Regions from separate parts of the Mus musculus genome. Here region 1 is linked to region 2. A link is a contact called in public HiChIP or PLAC-seq data. All regions are on one chromosome and are shown on one strand. The core of a region is the stretch at or near the end of the contact, and the rest is flanking DNA. Distances in the headings are between cores, read along the strand shown.

Region 1 (4,545 bases), core at 317-2,816, 660 kb before region 2:
ACAAAACCCATAAAGTCCTTGCAATCTTGAAGTTTAAGAGAAGCAAAAAAGACAGCAACTTTTCCCACTTTGAGATAAAGACGTTTTAAAATGCAAAATGAGTATAAAGAAAATGCTACTGAGCCTATTGCTTAACATGCCAAAGATCCCATGACCTTCCAACCAAAACTACAGCACACATTCAACATCAACATCTAAAGATTATAGTGTTCTAGGAACAACATACAGAATTGGGAGGCCAACTGTTTTCTTCGTTATTGTTATTCAGTCTTGAATTCTTCTGCCACATTACAAACTACATCACAGTTCACCATAATCGTCTCAATGTGCAAGAAGCATAGACTAAAATAGGCTCCAAAACCAACTTTAACCAAAGTGTCTAAAATAACAATGCACTATCCCTACTTTCCAACATTCTCTGACATCTTTGGTTATCTCAAGGAACATAAAATGCTAAAACTATTTTAATGACAAAAAGAAAAAAACGGGGGGGGGGGGCTGTTTGAAGGTATTGGTCTATTTTTTAGTACAACAGGCCTCACTTTAAAGACAAGCACAGGTAGGCTTTACAGCAAGTACCTAGTGTCAAAACTACAGCAGGGTGTGGCATCCATTACTCACACCGATGAGCCAAAGGAGGCTCTGGCTGTTCACTGTATACCTAATTGCTCCTACAATTAGAATTCAACTAAGCCAACATTTCCCCGGTGCTCAAAATGCTTTTCACACCAATAAGGGGGGAGGGGGGAGGGCAGAACAAGTAATGACCGTCTGCTCTTCAGGACATGGAGCAAGCTATGCTGGAGCTTTTAAAGATTCTTAAAGTAAAACCTAGAACTAGCAAGATACTGTTCGAGAAACAATATGTGATGACCCCCCTAACTCTGCGTGAAACTGATGCTAGAGTAAAGAACGAACAAGAGAGCAAGGTCAAACTTAGGGGACAAAAGATTTGAGTAACAGCCATAAAGGTCTCCTTACGCGCGAGATACTTTCTAGATCCAAGAGAGAATAAAATAAAGAAAAGAAAGAATAACCAACCAAACACTCTACTTGTACAGATTCCACCCTGGGTCGATGCGATGTACCTGCCCTGGAAGACAGGTAATTCGTTTTGGGGAGGTCCGGTTTTTTTTTCCCCAGAACAGCAGGCCTGGCACAATAAGACCTCCGAAAGAGAAACTGTCCAAAAGGGGTGACAAGTGACATTCTTGCAGAAGAAAAGGGACTGGAAAAGGAAGCGAAGGAGAAGAAAGTTTAATTACAAAGCCTGGCAGAGTGAGTACTGGAGGAATGCGGGGGTCACTCTGGGGACGCGGCGCCGTCGGTTCTGGGAGAGCAATCCGCAGAAGGGAGTGGACGCGAAGCCTCTCACTACTGCACACCCCGCTCCGCACGCAGCCCCGCGGGACCGAGCGCGACGCTCCCGGAGTGGCCCGGCCGGCCGGGAGGCCACGCGGCCCGTCGAGGAGCGGCGACCAGCCCGCGCCTCACCTTCTGCGCCGCGCTCTGCTGCAGCACATTCTGCTCCACGGTCATGGCCCCCGCGGCGGCCCCGCCTGTCGCGCTCTACCGGGCCCGGGGCAGCGACGCGGACGGCCCGGGAGGACGGCGCCCCCGCCAGCCGGGCGCGAAGGCGATGGCGGCGGGCGAACGCGGGCCCCGCGGGCAAGCGGCGAGACGCTACCGGAGAGCGCCACCGCGGCCGCCTCAGGTCCTCTGCGCCCCGATCCTCAGCGCCGCTGAGCCGCGGCGGCCCGGCCCATGGGCGCAGGCGACGGAGAGCACGATCAAGCCGGGCCGCGTCACGCGTTCGCACTCAGCTTCGCCTGACCGCTCCGGGGGGACCACTGCGGGCCGGCGGCAAGCGGACGGAGGGAGCGGCCACCCGGAATGGCGCTGTCCTCCGGCCGCCGCGACTCCGCCTCCAGCCCCTCCCTCGCCGCGGTCACCGCCCCCGCCCCGCCCTCCTGCCCCGCCCCCGCTCTGCCCCGCCCCACCCGTCCTAACCCTACATTGTGACCCGCGGGAGCGGAAGGAGGGGCTGTGTTGCTGCCCCGCCCCCTGGTGGGCCCCGCCCTCCGTCTAAGCTCCTCTCAGCGCGCGGGCTGGACGGCCAGAACCGCCCATCCTGCAGGTTACTGTGCACCATTTAAGGCTCTTGCTAAACTCTGACATTGCGACCCCCCGACCCCCAGTCGAGGCTAGAGCCATAGGACGGTATACCAGATCACCTTCCTGTCTAACGGTCTCCAAAACAATCAACGTCCTTCCATACCTGTAATGTCCCAAAACCTGGGCGGGCCCAGAACTCCAGCTATTTCCTATGTCACCCAAGCCTTTCTAGGAATTTCACAAGCCATGAACCTGCTGGAAGAAAAAAGTCAAATAAGCAGAACGCTGTTAGAAGTCCTTCTGGACTGTACTTTTCTCAACTATTCGTTACATACATCAGGACTGACATTCTGTGTTTATTTCATGCACTGGAATGTGTGACAGTCACTGCTAGACTGGGGATTTAAGGTTTATTTACTGAAGAGAATCTAAATGAATAGACATAAGGCAAACAACATTATGAAAGAATCACTGCCTAGATGATGCATAATTCTAATATCCCTGTTGCCAAATTAAACAAACGATTAACTACCGTATGTGGAATAGTCTACTGTAAACGGAATTGGAGGAAAAGCCTAACAGTAAGTAAGAAACCTGGAAGTAAAATATCTTCAATTGCACCAGCTAAACTAGGGACAGAGTAAGACCGAGACCCAGGGGAGGGTAGATTAATGAGCACAGGGTTACAAATACAATAATACAGTGCACATACAAGTTAGACTGTAATTTAATCCACGGCAAGAAAAGCAGGCTTGGTAAAGAATCCAAGAAATACCAGGTCTTATATCATCATAATAACTCGGAAAAAGTCTTGTAATAACTCTTTGTACTTTATAACCACATCTAATCTTCCTTTGGGATGTCTTCAACCCTCTTTTGTGATTCCTTCCTTGTATTTGTCATGTTCGTTTGACAAATTTTAAATTTTGACTTCATTCATGGTCCTAAATCCTTGACTACAAAGGTTGTGAAATGATTGGAGGTGAGGAATTTTATGGATACTGCAAGAATTCCAGAGCACATGCTGTTTATGAGAACACAGACCCGGAGAGCACGTGTCTGAGAATGGACCTCAGAGCTACGTTTCCACAGTTAGAGACCTCAGCGCTGTAACTTCTCATTCACAGAGTAGCTTTGTGATTCTCCACAGGGGAGAGAGTTTTACAAGGTCATTTTCTTCCATTCAAAAGTACAAAAATTACCTGAGATTTGAGATACTGCTCACTAGTAGTAAGCATGGAAGCACATAGCTACACATTTGATCTTCAGGACCACTGCTTTTAAAAAGTTAAAAATTAATGTGAAAAAACTATTACAATGGTTTTTTTTTAAATCTATTGCCAGATATTCAACTTTAACTTCAGGAATTTGGTAGTACAATAATTCCCCAGAGTTTCATTATTTAGTCTTAGTTTTAAAATCTTTAGTACCTACCTAGTAGATAAAAGTTTAATAGCCCACCTAGAGATTTAATTTCCAGCTCATTTCTGAAGATTTCTTACTCATTCAATGATTTTTGGCACACTGTCAATTGTCCAAGTATATGATTTTGAGATAACTTATTTGTAGGTTAACTTATATGTGTTTCTTTTTTAAAAAGATTGTAATTGGAATAATTGGAGAGCAGAAATTTGTGAATTAACATAAATTAGTACAAAAGCCCGTTTTTGAGAATTTGCGTATCTGTCAGCTTTGCTGCTCATGTATTTAGACCTTTGTCGTGTATTTAGAGGCTTTGAAAGACCTGGTAGCTGGAACTGTAGAGTCACAGAATATTGCATATGAACTCGTACCCTACTACATTACATGATTGATATTCGGTGAAAAATTATATGAAATACAAATCAAGTGTTTACTCATGATATAATCTGAGGATTTCTCAGGGCATACTGACTTAAGGTCCACGGTGACAGGATTGGGAATTGAGGCCTCAGGAAAGGTGAATAAGGTATAAAAATTCTACCATCGTGAATTAATTAATAATGAGTGAATATCAAAAGAGTATTATGAACAAACAAAATCCTTCCTCTCTTGTCACATCTTGTGCACGCGCGTCTCACACACATACACACACCTTCTGCCATGTGTGGTGCATCACAAAGGTCCTTGGTAGATGTAGGCTGAGCCCTGCATCCTAGACTACTTACACACTGGGACTATAAACCAAGAAATCTGGCATAGAATTAATGCACCAGTCTTTGGTACTCTACTTTGTGAGCATCAAATAAGCTAAGGGCAAACCCCAAATCTACTTTTTCAATTGAGAAAAGAACAATATTTCTAATATTCACTATTATCTATTTTGTGCACACATGTGGACCAAGAAACTGTTTTCTGTCTTAACTATACATTTGACTTTGTTTAGAAAGGCTTAAGATCTATTTCTGCACACTGGGAGCCTACTAGGTTGCCAAAGATATCTTAAGACGT
Region 2 (4,328 bases), core at 1,373-3,872:
AAGTGAAGTTCAGATAATCCAGCTACTGAGAGATTTAGTTTCAATGCTAAATAAAGTGTATATATTATCTTGGTATGTACATATTATCAAAACCTATATTGTTTTTGATCTTTAACAGTGTTCTTAAAATTACTTTAACATGGGTTTGTGTTTTGTGAAGACAAGATTTTGTGTGTGTGTGTGTGTGTGTGATGTGTCTGTGTGTGTGTGGTGTATGTGTAGTATGTATGTGGTGTGTGTGGTATGTGTGTGTGTGTGTGTAGTATGTATGTGGTATGTGTGTATATGTATGGTGCACACACCCGCCCGCCGGCCAACATGTGAGGGCACACTTGTGGCACTTGGTATTCTTCCACTACTTGGGTTCCAGGGGTTGAACTCAGGTCGTCTGGCTTGGCAGCACATGCTGTTACCTGCTGAGACATCTCACCAGTTCGCGACAAAGACTTTAGTGGCCATAACTTCACCTGTCCCTGGCAGTGAATGTCAGGTGTTTCTTGAGTTCGGCCAGTTATTCGTCCACAAGGTTCACATCTTATCCCTTCTGGTATGTTCCTCCCAGTAACGCCCTGATTCCTTTCTCTGAGGGCGTTGCTCTAGTATCATGAACATACCCCCTGATTAGTTTTCCCTTTAAAACTCCCTCCCTTCAGAGTAGAATTATTAGTGGGCTTGCACACATCTGAATGGCTCTGCTTCTGCAGACATACCTATTCCGTTTAATAGAAGGTTACCTTAAACCTTGAGGTTGAGAATTCGACGTAGTTAAGAATATTAATATAGATGTCAGTTTAAAAATAGGTCCTTTTGGCAGCAAACAAAATGGCAAAACGTTGGTTTTAATCCTTTGAAAGGGTAAAGCTAAGTTATCTTTATTTATTTTTATTCATAGTTACGCGAGTGTGTCTGTGTGAGTTTATCTGTAGCATGCGTGAAGGTCCCTGTGAGCCAGCGAGCCTCGGGTCCCCCGGAGCTGCAGTTTTCCCAGGTTGTGAGCTGTCAGATGCAGTGCTGGGACCAGAACTTGGGTCCTCTTTATAAGCAGGTTTAGCCACTAAGTCATCATCTCTCCAGCCCCACAAAACTAAACTTAACATGCCTCTGATCCAGTTGCTGTAGACACTTTACATTTTATGGCATTGATTGTGTTTTAATTGTTATGTTACAGTAAAAGCAATAAAGAAGGTTTTTTTTTTTTTTTTTTTGGTAGTGGTGTGAGGTATACGGAAGGAGAATGAGAAACAGGTTGCTATGTATAAAATGAGCATGCTAACTTGGACTGCGTTTGATTTAGCCTGCTGTGAAGTTCTAATATTTCTTGGTTCAGATTTTTGAGATTCTTGTAAGTGAACAGAAATCCATAATTACATGTGTAGAAAAAAGATCTATTCATATATATATATATATACACACACACACATATACATATATATATACAGACACACACAACACACACACATACACACACACACATATATATATGTATATATATATGTATATATATATATATATATATATGTGTGTGTGTGTGTATGAGCGGTATGTTTGTCTGGTGATTCTACATTTTGTAGCTCAAATTATTGGCTCAATCAAACTTGTCAATGGAACGTTAGAAAAACATTACCTTTCGGCATATTACCTTGGGGGTGTTGCAGTACTTGACATTCCTCTGTGACCATGGCGATATTGTTTCTAAAAAGCAAAAGAAGTGAGTCCAGAAGAGGAGGAATTCTTGGAGGAGAAAGGAAACATCACTTCTAAACTATATTGCAGTTGTGATTTATTGTGTTTCAGGAATATCTATCTATCTACCTTTCTATCCATCCATCCATCCATCCATTATCTATAACTTTTCCTAATAGATACTGAAAAGTAGTATTGTCTTCCTAATGCTGTAATGCTGACCATGGTAGTTTAGCTGTTAATCACAGACACCGTGGTGTTTGAGAGCCGTGGCAGAGCTGTGGAATGGGTGAGTCATTTGACGTTTTCTGAATTGTTCTTTTTATAAAATAAGGAGGTTGGTGGAACGGAGATGGGGTTCTTCTGTAAAAATCAGCATGGCTTCAGAAGGGAACTCATTTTTTTTTTCCTTTTAAATGCATTGAGTATCATGGTGCCCAGAACCTAAAGTTAAGATAATACCCCTTATGGTTTTTGGAGCTTGGCATTTAATATTTTACAGCAAAGTTTTTAGTGTAGCGTAATTGAACTTGTACTGGATAGGGTTAATAGGCTGGAACAAAAGGTCAGAGCATAAGGCATTAGGCTTAATTAAGGGCTAGCAGGAGTGGCAGGGGTGTGTGACAGTTAAATGGGTTTCCCACAGGCTGATGTCGGTTACAGTGCAACCCTGCCTCAACCTAAGCCGAGGGCAGCAGTGATTAGCAGTTTGACATGCCAGACACTTCTGGCCAATCCCATCTGATTTAGAGGTTAAAAAAGCACACCTTTATGAGCTGATGGATTGATTTGTGTGCCCGTCTGGGAAAGATTAGAAGTCCAAGGCCGATGCTGTAAATGTCAGTTATGGAAGATTGTACGCTCTTGGTTGGCTCAGTCCTTTAACCGTCGACTGTTTTATAATGGGGGATAACTGCTGTTTATGGAGCTGAATGCAAAAGGGGTGGGTGAGCAGGTGAGGCGGGAAGGGGAGTGTCTCCTTGACAAAATTACGATTTAACATAGTCCATAGCAGGTGCGTCTAACTGGAGTTCTCTTGACCTCGCCTTTCCAGTCGGCGTCATAGCTTTCTCTTGTGTTAACCTGAGCGACGTCGTCCGTCTAGAATTTCCTTTTTGCTTACAGAATTGTCAGGCGGCTTTCCTTGGGCACCTCTTTTGCAAGCAGAAGGGAGGCTTATCTCCATATCATTATATGTGTTTTACAAGGTGGAGAGAGAAATAAAAGAAGTCTCCACGTCCTGCTCACACGCTGTTCTTCGTTAGGAATGTATGGTCATTGAGAAATGAGAAAGTGGCTCAGAAGAAGAAGTTACTGTGCTCATGGCTTCTCAGAACATGTAAGCTCAGGGCTTGGTGGTGTGGGGAAGCAACAATGTTGCCCAGAGCCACCAAGAGGAGCTAGGGAGGAGACTGGGCTGGCGTTTATTGGGATTTCCATGGGACAAGCAATGAAGGGCTGGGCAGGGAAAGCAACTTTTAAGACTAGGGAGTCTTAAATGTAGCCATTTAATTCTAGGTAGTACAATGGCTAGGAACTAATGACCTACATCTTCTTATATATAACAATATGATCGCTGATATCATATAGTAGCTTGAGTTAGGTATAGGTTTGGACCTGGTATACAGGAATCATCTTCGTTTGCTTCAGTAGTGTGAAACAAGCAGAACGATATAGTTTGTGGGCCACATGGAGGGGGTGGAATCTTGATTGATCACTGTGCCTACCAGAGGCATGGTGGCATTGTGTCCTAGGCTGTTCCAGAGGGAAAGTCTTTCAGATAAATAGATCATTATGATGTTGAAGCATTGTGATCTACAGAAAAGGAAAAGGAAAATGTCAGAGCCCCATGCGGGCACGGTGGGTGGAGTTTGCTCCAGTCGTCTAAGCGTGTGATGCAGAATTGGCGTGTGCACCTTCTCGCTGCAGAGGCCGGCCAGAACTTCCGTGTAACTGGGTTATAGGCCCAGCCCCCTTTCTTCAACCCATGCTTCTCCACACGGAACGCAGAGACGAATGCACATTTAATATTCCATTTCTAAGTATGATCCAACACCCGGAGATCACTTTCCCTCATCTTCTTTTTCATTTTGTGTGATGTTTTTCTTTCCAGAAAGCTATGCTATACTGTTAAGATAATTGGTTTCCAGTTATACCAATATTTAACAATAAACGGTGGTCAAGTTGTGATTATAAACCTTGGCATCTATGTCTTGTAAATGTCCGAGGAGTGGGAAAATCCTGACATTTTGTGGCTGTTTTAGAACTTAGGATAATATCACAATCAATGTGCTAGGAGCTTAAACCACTGTCAGTGAGGTGGGCTTTGAAGAAGTGTCGAGAGAAACAATGTGGCCTTTTTATTAGAAAACAAAAATGCCACTGGAAGTGTTAGTGCAAATAAAAAGATGTAGCAAAGTCCACTGGAAGCAGTGCTGGGAGTTTGAACTCAGCCTCACACCCGTTCTGGTTAAAAAAGAGAGAGAGAGAGAAATTCCTCTTGTAAAGCTAAAAATTGACCTTGAATTGTATTTCAAAACGAAGCTCATCCAAAGCAAATTAATTTATATATACAAATAAAGCCTTCTAATTTATTACTTTAAAAGGACACAGTGGGGGTAGGGAGGAGGCTCAGTCAGCAAGGC

The links. HiChIP or PLAC-seq counts read pairs in DNA pulled down with a chosen protein or histone mark.
Region 1: a contact with region 2 is called in an H3K4me3 HiChIP or PLAC-seq map of bone marrow-derived macrophages, with 5 times the contacts expected there. The contact joins the promoter of Usp25 here to the enhancer-like site in region 2. A contact is called at or near these places in 2 of 39 promoter capture datasets (hematopoietic stem and progenitor cells and hippocampal neurons), 14 of 484 Hi-C or Micro-C datasets (CD4 T cells, CD8 T cells, DN3 thymocytes and 11 more) and 5 of 115 datasets of contacts at active chromatin or transcription factors (the 230-238 cell line, bone marrow-derived macrophages, large pre-B cells and 2 more).

Annotation. Positions count from the first base shown.
Region 1 is chr16:77,011,090-77,015,634 of GRCm38.p6, reverse strand. It overlaps Usp25 (ubiquitin specific peptidase 25), which reads right to left and starts at 1,566. Exons shown (of 24, transcript NM_013918.2): 1 at 1,495-1,566. The coding sequence starts at 1,539.
Region 2 is chr16:76,356,600-76,360,927 of GRCm38.p6, reverse strand. The region is part of intron 1 of Nrip1 (nuclear receptor interacting protein 1); the gene reads left to right. Among named protein-coding and RNA genes, the nearest start is that of Nrip1, 14 kb to the left of the region's middle. Within about 2 kb of position 2,622, at least 32 of the 459 cell types and tissues checked have an H3K27ac peak or open chromatin away from gene starts, as enhancers often do. A contact at or near this core is called in adipose-derived mesenchymal stem cells and bone marrow-derived macrophages, where this site is marked.